Linked DNA regions of Pan troglodytes: region 1 is linked to region 2. The links are chromatin contacts, called in public Hi-C maps. All regions are on one chromosome and are shown on one strand. The core of a region is the stretch at or near the end of the contact, and the rest is flanking DNA. Distances in the headings are between cores, read along the strand shown. Region 1 has its middle 20 kb from the start of TARBP1. Region 2 overlaps LOC134809907 (a long non-coding RNA gene).

Region 1 (3,019 bases), core at 294-2,793, 590 kb before region 2:
TATGGTTTTTGTACAGATACTCAACTGTCAGTGAACATGCAAGTAATCTTAGACAATATGTGAAGGGTGAATGCTGCTGTGTGCCAATAAACTTTATTTACAAACACAGGTGGCCAGCTGGATCTGGCTCACTGGTTGTAGTTTGCCAACCCTGCTCTAAACAATGCATAATTTTCCATTGAAGCATACATTTTACCCTACAGATACAACAATAAGATGTTGTTACGGGCTGAACTGTGGCTCCCCAAAATTCCTTTGTTAAAGTCCTAACCCCTAGTACCTCTGAATGTAACTGTAGTTGGACATAGGGACATTAAAAGGGTGGTTAAGGTAAAATGAGGTCATGTTGGTGGGTCCTAACCCAATATAACCGATGTCCTTATAAGAAGAGAAAATTAGGACTGGGCACAGTGGCTCATTCCTGTAATCTCAGCACTTTGGGAGGCTGAGGCAGAAGGATCACTTGAGCTCAGGAGTTTGAGACCAGCCTGGGCAACATAGTGAGACCCCCATCTCAAAAAAAAAAAAAAAAAAAAGAAGAAGAAGAAGAAATAATGAAGAAAAGAGAAGGCAACTAGGACACAGATAGGCACAGAGGGAAGACCATGTGGTAACACAGAGAGAAGACGACCATCTATAAGCCAAGGAGAGGGGCCTCAGAAGAAACCAACCCTGCCAACACATTGGCCTTGGATCTTCAGCATCCACAACTGTGAGGCAATATAATAGCCCTAGCAAACGAATGCAGATGTCTTCCAGTTTTAAAAAGATAGCTACATAATCTTGGGTCAAGTGAACAGGATGCTATTTTTCCTTAAAATTGTTTTATTAGATGCAATATTTGCAAGATACATTTCAAAGGTGGAGATAGGAGGAAGGTTTTGATGTCAAACAAGTTTAGAAACTATAGCAAACTGTAGTTCCTTCTTAGAAATCCACTACATTCTCAGTATGTGTCATGCTCCTGAGATATCCTGCAATCAGGTCTGTTTAACCTTTGCGTAACCCTGACTTTCCCAAACTTTGAATGCCTTTTCAAAAAGAGATACAATTCTGATTAATAACACCATCATTCTTGGAACACACTTTGGAAACACTAGTATGAACAAAATATGAGGCAAATATTCTAAGGATATAAAGATGCCTGTGGACTGAGCCTTGAGAACTGTGGGATTCACAAGGCTGGAAGGGAATACACGCGTTCCAGGTAGGGGCAAAGGGAAGACTCCTGTGGCCCGTCATGTGGCGTCATGATGTGGAAAGCAAGGCACAGAGGGGCCACACTGCCCAGAGCCGAGTGCTTATGTTGCTGTGTGATAGGAAGGCTGGTCCTGAAGGAATGATCAGTGCCCCCTTGTCAAAGAGAACCTGAGGCTTTCAGTATCCAGTTGTAGAATAAGGAGTGGAATTCGGAACATCTGGCCCTTGGTGTCTTCCTTTGGGGGCCCTGGTGATCACTTCCAGCAGAACTTAATCGCCCGCAATGGGTTCCTTCTATGAGGTCTGTCAACCGGGTAAAAGACCGGATGGTGCGCCCAATGTCAGCCCGAAGCCACCAGATGGCGCGCGGAACCCACAATGCACGTGCGCCAGCCTCGCGTTTGTCCCCGCACTGGCCCCAGGCCTTGGGAAATGTGTCTTTCCCCAGCCTTTTTACACTTTAGGAAGCTCATCTTTAGAGAAGCATGTGAAACACCCCCCTGCACAACTGTGCTCCTCCTGCCCTTCCCCTCCTGGGGACACATCAGCAGCCCTTCCCTGGTTTGAAGAGTTTCCAAGCCGAGGAGTCTCTTGCACGTTTGTTCTACTGGAACTCGAAGCAGGAAGCACTGAGCTTCCATTTTGTAACCCACGATCCTGGTGAAGTACAATCGTTAGGGAAAAAACATCTTAAAGATTGTGTGTTAGGGCAACCTCATTTCTGGCGTGAAAACAAGCCCCGCAAACACCCTGTTGTTACTCTGGTGTTCTGACTGCAAACACAGGGGGATGTAAGATTTTTACCTAATCCCAAGCCTCGGCCCTGAAGAGTTAATGATGTTACTCATGCCACTGGGGCACGAAAGAAAGACTTGCATGTTCGGGTGGTTATGGCTTGCCCAGAGCGGTGGAATGAGCCATAAGGCTGAAGGCCAAGGGACTCGGGCCACCCATGCAGTGAAATAATCCCCCAGAAATGCGGTGCCGGGAGTGGAAATGAAAGTAAAGAGAACAGTCATTCCAGGGCATTGGCTAAACCTGACTAAACCTGACTGATCATCAAGCCTAAAGGTCTCTCGACTCCCAAAACTGCAAATCTCAGATTTTGGGAGGTACTGCGTAGATACCAGGAAATGACAGAAATCAAGCAGTTGGAACACTGTTCTTGTCCAACTCTGGGTCTTAAGCTCTGTTCTCATTTTCAGTTCCAAAAGCAATGAATAATTAATAAGGTAGTTTTTGAAAGGAAAGCACATTTCAATGGATGGGTGATGATTTCCGAAGGGCCTCTGACAGTTTCTGTTTATTTCCTTCCTTCTTTCTCTTTTTGAAATAAAACCGTGGAAGTGAAGACTGAAGCAATATTCAAATATACAACAGCCTGCATGTTTGACCCATCAGAAACTTGCACCAATAATGAAAAGCAGGATCTAATATCTACCTTGGCACCTGCTGTATGCCTCACACTCTGTTCCATGTTTTTATGGAAGTAATGTCTCATTTAATCCTCACAGTCATGGCTTGGTAGTTGGCACTGGCCCAGGTTTTTAGATGAAGACTCTAGGCTCCTATGAGGTTAAGCAGCTCACCCAAAGTCGCACAACTAGTAAACTTGAGAACTGGGAATTGGAACTAGGTATATCTGATTTCAAAGCCTCAGTTCCTCTTCCTTTGCCCATGCATTTCACAGACTCATGGGACCTCATGGAGTTAGAAGGGATCTGGGAGGGCATTTAGACGAATGCTCTAAATAATGCATGAATCTCTTTTCCAGCATTCTCTGTAAGTTGAAAGCTAAACAAGTGTGAATGTGCCTGAA
Region 2 (3,353 bases), core at 35-2,534:
AAAATAAATAATGAATGAATGAAATGCTGGCTCACTAACAGCTGCTGGGCTTCGGCCACGTTTCCATCCCTCCGCAGTGAAATTGTCAGCGTGAGATCTGTCCTTTCCTGGCAAGCGCTGTCTTTCACTCTGGTTTTATTCTCTTCCTCCTACTTTTCTGGCGTTTAAATCTGCTTTGTTGTAGGACATGAGAGTGCCTGTGATTGTAGACATCATTTTGTTTGGTTTTGTTTATGTCTTCACTAGGCAAAATCACACTTGATTACCTATGTCTACCCTGTTGTTTTCAGTTTTCTAGCCTACGAATCCAAAAGTCTGAGAACAACTAGTAAAAATGAAACCGGCAGGGTGTCTTGCTGAAACCTGTGCGGCTAAAGCAGAATTGGAGTGTGGTGTGCCACCGAAGATTTGGGGTACAGCAGTGTTTGCGCCATCATTCAGAGTGCTGGAAACTAAAAGGGGCCCACTCTGTGAGAAAGCGGCACAGAAAGCGGCACAGCTGGAAGGCGGCACTCCAGACACCAGCAGGTCCCAGTGGCCTGCAAGAGCGCTGCGTACCTGCAAAAATAGCACCTGTGGGCAAAGCCAACTGGATATGAATCTTAATGAAAACAGCACTTCAGCCAGCATAAGAACTATAGGAAGACAGGCCAGGCACAGTGGCTCACACCTGTAATCCCAGCACTTTGGGAGGCTGAGGAGGGTGGATCACCTGAGGTCAGGAGTTCGAGACAAGCCTGGCCAACATGGTGAAACCCCGTCTCTACTAAAAATACAAAAATTAGCCAGGCATGGAGGCATGTGCCTGTAGTCCCAGCTACTCAAGAGGCTGAGTCAGGAGAATCGCTTGAACTCGGGAGGCAGAGGTTGCAGTGAGCTAAGATTGCACCCCTGCACTCCAGCCTGGGCAACAGAGTGAGACTCCGTCTCAAAAAAAAAAGCTGTAGGAAGACAGACCTCAGGGCTGGACACCCAAAACCCAAACACGTCAAGGTTTGTTTTCTCTGATATCGTCTCCTGAAAACTAAAGAACCTGTCACAAGCAAGCAGACCTATCTCCAAGCAGAAGAAACCATGCAATGTGGGAAAGAGGGGTGATTTTCCTCAGTAAACGGAGTGGCTGGAGTGAGTCTGTGGGAAGCACAGAACCACGGCCTGGTGCAGTGGGAATGGAGGAAGGCCAGGAAGGCAGCAGCCACTGGACCTGGTGCGGTCCACAGAGGAACAGGAGCAGCCTTCGTCCTCAGCCCACATCCCCAGGCCCTGTGCAGCTGCTCAGCTCCCCTGCAAGGCTCGAGGCCCCATCTCCAGCGTCCTGGGATTCTCAGCATTCCAAGCCTGGCACATAACAATGGCAGTGTTTGTAGCATTTCAGAACAAGCTTGGAAACTTTCAAATGTCAGAATGAGTGATGTGGAAAGCTTGTGGGAGACGCAGAGAGGCAGAAGCTGAGCTGGGAAAATGGCAAGGCAGGGAGGCGCCAGAGGGAGCGCTGCTTAACACGTCCGTGGGACTCCAAGGCTTTTAATAAAGGGATCCTCAGAAGCAGAAAAACATCTTGAGCTGTCAGAGAAGCAGTGATGTAGCAAAAATGTGAAGATTTACTGCGGTCCCGGCGGGGAGAGCTGGGGCACGTGTTACTGATTTTATCAAGGACCCACTGTCTGATTCGCCAGAGGATTTCGTGGAACAGGGAGCGCTGCTATCCCAGCAGGATCTGGGCATCGGAAGACACACGCAGCTCCTGTCTTGCTAAGAGGTGGAGGCCACCTGTAACCAGGAGGCTCCCACACTGAAGACCAGACGTCACTCGATTCCCACGGTCCACATGGCCCTTCCAGAGGAGACTGTGTTGCGCAATCGTCCACAATTTTGGAACGTCTAAGAGATGCCCACTCTGTGAGAAGCACTGGGCAGAGCTTAGGAATAAACATGGGAAGGCAGAAGTACAGCTCAAAGGCGGCATTCCAGATGCCACTTCATCCCAGGGGGAATGACAGTGATGCACCCCACAGCAGGAAACCAGGGCTCAGCACCCCCGACCTCCCTGACTGCAGTCTTCTCACCTGTGAATGACAGACTAGGGCTGGATAATGGTGACATCCCCCATAGATGGCAAGATTCTCAGAAAGAAGAATCCTGGGTCTCCCTCAACCCAGGTTAGGCCTCAGTGACTGGCATGGAGTCAGAGTCTGTCGAAGGAATGGGTGGGTGAGGCAGTGCAAGCCCCTCCTTAGGGCCAAGACTCAGGCTTGTCCCCAGGGTGGAGAGGTCTCTAGAGAGAGACGTGGCCAGGCGCAGTGGCTCACACCTGTAATCTCAGCACTTTGGGAGGCCGAGGCGGTGGATCACCTGAGGTCAGGAGTTCAAGATGAGCCTGATCAACATGGTGAAACCCGTCTCTACTAAAAATACAAAAATTAGCCGGGCACGGTGACACGTGCCTGTAAACCCAGCTACTCAGGAGGCTGAGGCAGGAGAATCGCTTAAATCCGAGAGGTGGAGGCTGCAGTGAGCTGAGATTGCGCCATTGCACTCCAGCCTGGTTGACAAGAGCAAGACTCTGTCTCAAAAAAAAAAAAGAGATGCAATACAGGCATGGTAGCTCACGCCTGTAATCCCAGCACCTCGGAGGTCAAGGCGGGAGGATTGTTTGAGGCCAGGAGTTCAAGACCAGCCCGGACAACATAGCAAGATCCCATCTCTACAAAAAATCTAAAAATTAGCCGGGCATGGTGGTGCATGCCTGTAGTCCCAGCTACTCGAGAGGCTGAGGTGGGAGGATCACTTGAGACCAGGTGTTGGAGGCTGCAACAATCTATGATGGCGCCCCTGCACTCCAGCCTGGGTAACAGAGAAAGACCCTATCTCAAAAGAGAGAGAGAGAGAGAGAAGCCATAAGCTCGCAAGGAACCCCCCTGCCTTCTCCCATCCACCACAACTGCCTGCTTGGGCAGCAGGAATGGGTATATGAGGACAGGGACTTGGAACCAGGCCAACCTCAGTCAGCTCCATGCTCACTTCTGCTGGGGTTTTTTTGTTTGGTTTTGTTTTTTTGAGACGGAGTCTCGCTCTGTCCCCCAGGCTGGAGTGCAGTGGTGTGATCTTGCAACCTCCGCCTCCCGGGTTCAAGCGATTCTCCTGCCTCAGCCTCCCGAGCAGCTGGGACTACAGGCGCGCGCCACCACGCCCGGCTAACTTTTGTATTTTTAGTAGAGATGGGGTTTCACTATGTTGACCAGGCTGGTCTTAAACTCCTGACTTCAAGTGATCCACCTGCCTTGGCCTCCCAAAGTGCTGGGATTACAGGCCTGAGCCACCGCCCCCGCCTCACTTCTCCTGTTAATGACCTC

Evidence for each region. Hi-C and Micro-C count contacts between places; a contact is called where the count stands out from the background.
Region 1: a Hi-C map of stem cell-derived neural progenitor cells shows a contact between it and region 2, with 12 times the contacts expected there. The contact joins two enhancer-like sites. A contact is called at or near these places in 3 of 7 Hi-C or Micro-C datasets (induced pluripotent stem cells and stem cell-derived neural progenitor cells) and 1 of 1 other capture datasets (stem cell-derived neural stem cells).

What each region holds. Positions count from the first base shown.
Region 1 is chr1:14,678,080-14,681,098 of NHGRI_mPanTro3-v2.0_pri, reverse strand. No RefSeq gene overlaps it. Among named protein-coding and RNA genes, the nearest start is that of TARBP1, 20 kb to the left of the region's middle. Within about 2 kb of position 1,543, at least 11 of the 24 cell types and tissues checked have an H3K27ac peak or open chromatin away from gene starts, as enhancers often do. A contact at or near this core is called in stem cell-derived neural progenitor cells and stem cell-derived neural stem cells, where this site is marked.
Region 2 is chr1:14,082,927-14,086,279 of NHGRI_mPanTro3-v2.0_pri, reverse strand. The region is part of intron 1 of LOC134809907 (a long non-coding RNA gene); the gene reads right to left. Among named protein-coding and RNA genes, the nearest start is that of TOMM20, 41 kb to the right of the region's middle. Within about 2 kb of position 1,284, at least 12 of the 24 cell types and tissues checked have an H3K27ac peak or open chromatin away from gene starts, as enhancers often do. A contact at or near this core is called in stem cell-derived neural progenitor cells and stem cell-derived neural stem cells, where this site is marked.